2 separate regions of the Hordeum vulgare genome follow, and region 2 is linked to region 1. The links are chromatin contacts, called in public Hi-C maps. All regions are on one chromosome and are shown on one strand. Each heading gives the region's core, a stretch centred on a gene start, on an enhancer-like site or on the middle of the called end of the contact. The rest is flanking DNA. Distances are from core to core; before and after follow the strand shown.

What was found. Hi-C and Micro-C count contacts between places; a contact is called where the count stands out from the background.
Region 2: a contact with region 1 is called in a Hi-C map of leaf, with 2.2 times the contacts expected there. The contact joins the enhancer-like site here to the promoter of LOC123426790 in region 1. A contact is called at or near these places in 3 of 6 Hi-C or Micro-C datasets (leaf and seedling) and 1 of 1 datasets of contacts at active chromatin or transcription factors (embryo).

What each region holds. Positions count from the first base shown.
Region 1 is chr2H:488,704,902-488,708,258 of MorexV3_pseudomolecules_assembly, forward strand. LOC123426790 (protein NRT1/ PTR FAMILY 4.4-like) reads right to left here and starts at 1,867. Exons shown (of 5, transcript XM_045110678.1): 1 at 1,424-1,867; 2 at 1,101-1,318; 3 at 1-338. The coding sequence starts at 1,532.
Region 2 is chr2H:488,848,506-488,851,862 of MorexV3_pseudomolecules_assembly, forward strand. No RefSeq gene overlaps it. Among protein-coding and RNA genes, the nearest start is that of LOC123426790, 140 kb to the left of the region's middle. Within about 2 kb of position 1,871, at least 3 of the 3 cell types and tissues checked have open chromatin away from gene starts, as enhancers often do. A contact at or near this core is called in leaf and seedling, where this site is marked.

The DNA.
Region 1 (3,357 bases), core at 617-3,116:
GAGATGCCGAAGCCGACGTCCATCCCGGAGTGCGTCTGCACCCAGACGAGCGCCGTGAGCGCGACGAGCTCGCCGAGGCAGAAGCTGAAGTAGGCGGAGTTGAAGTAGGTGGAGAGGCTCTTGGCATTGTCGGCCCCGCCGGAGAACTGGTCGCCGCCGTGCGCGATCATGTTGGCCTTGAGGCAGCCGCTGCCGAGCGCCACCAGGTAGAGCGCGACGAAGAAGATGCTGGACTTGAAGCCCCGGGCCTGCTCGCAGCTGCCGTCCATGGACGCCATGCTGCACGGCGGCGGCTTCAGCTGCGGAAGGTGCGCTTGCACTGACAGCAGTATGAAGCCCTGAGGACAAAACACACTAGGTAAAAATCCGTTGCTTGTAGTTGGATCGACTTGCAAATCATATTTATTTCCGATTATATATACATATATACTTGCTTAATGAAAGTAGATTGTTTATTTGGTGTTTGGATTCTTCGATTCCATATTTCCATTAATGCAGTGTTTTAACGTACTCATTTACAAACGTTGTCTGCTACTAGTAAAAGAAAGGGTGCCAAGTAAAAGTAGGCAAGTAGTAACACTAGCACAACTTTCTTTGGACATGTTGTTTTCAGGCAAGCCCCCACAACAAGAAACAAATTCCCAGTGGCGTTTAGTGATTATCAGCCATGCTGCGTGCCGCGTGCGTTGAATTCAACCTGGTCCCAGAACCGGGTCCATGCATATGCATGGTGATTGGGGCCTTTTTATCCGGCCCATCCAAGTTCATCTCCCTTCCTTTTCACAGCGGAAACGCAAGAGTCAATCGGTCGGTCCGGTCACTAAAGGAAACACACTCTGGCACGTTCCATCTTCCTCATCTTCTTGTCCTGAATGAAACACGCGCGGACCACCCATTGGTGGTCAGTCACTGCTAGCTAGCTACTCCTGGTCCTGGTCTATAGATTGTTGGTCGTTTCTTGACGACATGTTTAAAACACTCCTATTTCGAGTAAAGAAACGAGGATCTATCTATCTAGGAGAGCATAGGAATGCAGGGTTGATTGATTGATTGATGGATGGAGAGATAAAAGCAAGCATGCATATGGTGAAGAGGGGTACCGAGAGCTCGACGAAGCCGAAGGTGAGCATGGTCCAGAAGCAGCCGAGGTAGGAGTCGGAGAGGAAGCCGCCGAGGAGGGAGAGGAGGAAGATGGTGCCCACGAAGTTGGTCACCACGTTGGCCGCCTCCGACAGCGGGAAGTGCATCTCCCCGAACACGTACGTGATGAGGTTGTTCCCCACCGCCGCGATCGCCATGATCTCGAACGCCTGGATCCCTGCGCATGGGCGCCTCGTGTCATATCACCAAGCCATGGATGGACATTGCTCCATCTCTCGTCCATGTGACAAACTAACTTCATGCGGGCAGGAGTAGTACGTACCTAGGACGAAGACGGCGGCGCGCATGCCGCCGTGCCGGCCCGGCTCGCAGGGGCGGCCCCGCCAGTCGACGGAGACCTCGTGCGGCGCCGCGAAGCTCTCGACGTCCATGCTTGGTTTCTTTCTCTCTGCTTGTGTGCTTTGCTTTCTAGGGGTCAACCGGGTTAGGTAGCAGCACTCGTGCTCGCAGCCAGTCACCGCTTGCTAGCTAGCTAGCTGAATGGCGAGCTCTGCTGCTGCTGCTGCTGCTGCTGCGGCGGCGTAGGTAAATGGCAAGTTGGTGGTCGGGGCATTATTTATAGGCCGCGGGGCAGAGGCACAACACGGCCATGACTCTGCCTGCCCTCCTCTCTTGCGATACTGAGTTGTGGACGAACGAATGCCGAAAGGGGCATTCAGCTAGTGGCCTTCCCTTTCACATCGGAATTTCGGGGTCGGCATCGGTCCATAGTGGCAGCGCAGTGCAGGTGTGCAGTGCCGCCCGCGATCGTGTGAGGAGGAGGAGGAGCTGCTCAGTTGGGAGGGCCGAAAAGGCGTGGAGTGCACATGCATCAAATATGGGGCGTGGATGTGGATATGGATATGGATTGACTTGCTCCAATTGTTGGGCAGGCAGGTCGATGCGCGCGTGTCTCTTGCTCTGCTCTGCTCTGCTCTGCTCTGCTGGAAATCTAAACTCAACCAGCGGTCAGCTTCCAGGTCAACAATATATCGTTGTTTTTGTGTTGTGAGTTGACTGACCAAAGCAGAGACGTTCAGATAGAGGGAGCCTGTTTCCTGACCAAAATTTTGCGAGTTATCTCAGTGGATTGAAAGGTACAGTACAGATGTAGAGGTAAAACCACAGCCACACGACAGGATAACTACTTGACCCCTTAAAATATGGTGGAATGTGTTTCCCTGTCTTGGTTTCTGTCGCGGACAGCGACACGGTGCACCCCCACGCAAGAATTGGTTCTCGAGACAGTATTGTCCTCGACTCGAGAGAGCAGCTGAGGCAGGTACCCTGGCTACGTAGTCCTCCGGTACGTCCGAGTACCAAGAATATCGATGGAGGGAGGACCATCTCCTGCCATGGATACTGCTATCTTGACATTCGTACAATATACAAGCAGCAGATCGGATGCCGATTAGTATGAACGATGTGACCAATGATTCGGGGTGGCAGTATATTTAACAGATTTTTCGCACGACAAGTTGCATGGTAATTAAGCCACAATGGCTTATGCGTGGGAATACTGGCTCCCCATATCCTATCACCATATGCCAAGATAGATATACATGCCTCCTGATTCTTCGCGCGCTGTTCAAAAAGACGGCAGCTCCAAATCTGCCGTTGAAAAGTTCAGTTCCCCTGCTTTTGTGTGCCCTAGCTAGCAGAGCAGAGATCACAAGGCATAGATTCGACAGTCACATGCTTGCTACAGTGACTCCCTCCAGATCACACACCAGATAAAAATATGATGCTCCTTAAACTACACAGAAGTGAACCAGCCGTGTGGCAAGTAACTCGCCGGGCCGCCGTGTGAAGTTGATCCCTACGTACATATATACTAGTACTCCTATAAACAAACAGTCTGAAGAAACACGGAGAAGTGTCAGTGGGCACCTAACGCGCACGATATGAAATTATTCAGGCATTATCTCACGGACACGCGCTTCTTGGTACGCGAAACGGGCCGGCTGCCATGCTAGCTATTCGCGACGGCACCGAAACGGACGATCGACAGGCCAAAAGAGCTCATCGCAGCGATCTGCGGACTTGTCTCCATCCGGCCAAAAAGAAACGGACCAAATCTCCAGAAAAGAGCGCCGTCGCGGTGCGATCCGGTGATGAATCATCATCATCTCCGGGTGGGGGGCCGGCCGGCTCGCCGTGGCTCCTCATGCATGGACGCGTTCGTCGTGATGGTGGTTAAGCCCAGCCGGAAGACGG
Region 2 (3,357 bases), core at 621-3,120, 140 kb after region 1:
AATTTCAACATTATATATTTGAAATTTGATTAGAAGAATATGTAGAATCTGATTATGATGTTATTTTACATGTTAATCATTTAAAAAATTTGTTTAGAGTGCAACCTTAATCAATAGTGCATATTATGTCATTTCTTCGTATTGGCACCGACCCGGATTGCAAACGAACACCTTAGCAAAGCCATATTGGAGATGAACCAGACCTTCAATAATCATGTATGCACGTCTCGACAAAAGCTTGCATGAAAACAAAAGATATAATCTAATGCCAACATAATGACACCTCGATAAGACCTATTGGGTCTCGAGTCATGGTTATTGTGTTAGGGCATGTTTTTTTTCATTGTATCGTACGAACTCTTTTGCTAGTGAAACTAAGGTATGCAGCTTACAATTTTGGTAACCGAACACTTCTGAAAACCAAAGCATTATCCTATAGGGCAGTGCTAGGCGCCGGCGCGCCGGCACGAGGGCTCGCGCCGGTCGCGCAGCAGCCGTCAGATCAGGGCCCTATGACCGTCAGATCTGGTCGCGCCATCCCCCACCCGCCCTCCATCCTCGCACGCGTCGCCGTCCCCGCACGCGCCTAGCCCGCGCCGACACCCCAGCACGCTCCGCCCGCCTCGCCTCACCTCCTCACCGCTGGCCGTCCTCCACCGTCGGTCGCCGCCGGTCGCCGCCCTCACCTATGTCGCTTTTCTGTGTGTTTCTAACCTCCGTGGATGTAGCAGCGTGCGCTCATGGTTGCAACTTCTTGTAAAAAACAATACGGTTGCAACAAAACAGAACGACACATGTAGCAAAATTGTATAATGGTTGCAGCATTTCCCATCATGGTTGCAACTCGCCCATGTCAACGGTTGTAGCAAAAACACAATACGGTTGCAGCAACAAAAAATGACTGATGTATCAAATTTGTATAATGGTTGCAGCATTTTTTCATCATGGTTGCAACTCGCCCATGTCAACGGTTGTAGCAAAAAAAAAACAATACGGTAGCAACAAAAAAGAATGACTGATGTATCAAATTTGTATAATGGTTGCAACATTTTTTCATCATGGTTGCAACTCCGCCTACAAAACTCCGACGAAGTTTGGTTGCAACTCTCATGGGCGTGGTTGTAACTTCTTTTATCAACGGTTGAAGCTTTTTTTTATGCCGTTTGAAGCTTTTTGCACACCGCTTGTAGCTTTTTTTAATACATGCACACACAGATCACTCCATGGCAGGAGGCAGCCATGTCATCTCCCCTGTGGCTCGGCCCGAGCACCGGCGATGGTGGTTTTGCAGCAGCGCCAGCGAAGGGTGCGAGGCCGTGCGGCGGTGCCTGCGGGGGAGGGGGCGACGGCGGCATGCACAGAGGAGAAGCTCGCGACGGCGGCGCCCGCGCGCGGGGAGGGGGCGACGGCGACTTGCGCATAGGGGAAGCACACAACGGCGGCGTCTGCACGGGGGGAGGGGCGACGGCGACCTGCGCGGGGGAAAGCACACGACGGCGGCGCCTGCGCGGGGGGAGGGGGCGACGGCGACCTGCGCGGGGGGATGGGACGCGCGCGATCCGTCTAGATCGGATGAACGCGGTGCATCCGGCTGAAACGGTTCGACCGGCGCGCAATGTATAAACGTTTACCTATCCTATATGTCGATGAAGCAACACGTTGTCATCGTGTGAGCTGCAGCAGAGAATTATATATCTAACCTACACCGCCAGGGATTGCGGCTTTCCGACAGTTTTTTTTTTAATCGAATGGAGGCGACGACCGACCGATCAAACTCTATACAAAAGTCGTGTCATTTTCGGCCCACGCATGCCGGGGCCTCACCAAGTCACCATCCCGTCGACAAGTGGAGGCCAATTACGGGCTCCCAGGGCAGGGCACCGCTGGCCTCCACTCCCGCGGTTCCACTCCCACCCACACCCAGTACGTGCTCCGTCCATGCTCCATCGCTTCTTGCGCGAAGCTCCATCGATCTGAGTCGGACGTGGGAAAGCCTACCACGGAGCCTAACCTAGGCGTTGGGTTAGGTCATGGAAGATGCGCAGGCTGCGCGCACCGCGAGTGATTACCGTCGACCGATCATCGATCCATTCTTCTCCTCCTTCCGTCCCCCGGTTCGGTCGTGGTAATAATGGAAGCATTCAAGCACTGCGAACGGTAGGTCAAGCGGACATGAGAGCGAGCGGCCAACAGTGTCGTGCACCCAGAGCCGGGTTCGATCGGTGCCCGGGCCCCGGGATGCGTCGCCTGGATTGAGTCAAGCTCAAGCATCAGGATGCAGTCAGTGGCCATCATGCCCCGGGCTCGACGAACAGTGCGCGCCACTGCAGATGATTACAGCGGAAAACACAGGGAACAGTGTGCCCCGTCTTTGTTCGGCACGAGCGCTGTTTCTTATATAAGCATCTTGTAGGTTTCATTTCAGTGCAGCATCGTAATCGCCTTCTTGCGGTATATGCTGGTTAGTTGGTGCTGATTTTACTCCAACTAATCATTTTCTTTCAAGTAAAGAGTTTTTTCTTTCCTTCTAGACATCTAGTGCAGTAGCTGTTGTGTAGCTATCACACATTTACCGCATGGTTTCTCCATTTGCTTTCGTGATTACTACTGATCAGGCGGTGAATTACCCTGCAAGGCGTTTCCAGACGGTGGCAAAAGGCAAAGGCTAATCGGCAAGCAACTCACACTAGGTAGGGGGGTCGCATACTTTTGGGAGCCGCACGCACGAGCACTCTCATTTGACTGAGATGTCAAGCAAAAGCAGAGACAAAAACCAGCGCATTTGGGGGGTGCAAGAAGTTGACTCCTCCAGGAAAGGGGTAGAAAACATTGTGCACAAACTAGGTGAGAAAGTCTTTCAATTTTGCATTGCAGAGTCATTGCTGCACTTGCCGACAGTGTTTACTTTTGTCAAAAGAAGCTGTGGTCTCTTGAAAAAACGGATGTCATACCAGGTCAAAATAGCTCACTTCAGAAGGATGTGCTTATTGGGGTATTTGATTGATTAATGATCTGGTTATTAGTATAGCAGACAGCATTCACCTTTACCTTTCAGAACGTACAAGACGAGAGCGACATTTTTGACCCCTTGATCAGTTAAGTGCTGCTGGTTTGCCACGGGGGGAGTTACTTAGTGATATATTTGCACGCCCTAAAAAATATTACTTTATTGGGATTTTAAGGTTTGTTATCATCGGTGGTTCTACCATGTCCACATAAAAGAGCACAAAAAGGCAAAATGATAGACATAAAAGCAACAAAACAAAGCAGAGAGAGAGAGAGATGATTTAATTGAATGTAAGACAATGCAATGAGTACCTTAAAAGAACAATTTGCTCAGTGCTAAGTAGCTAGGGC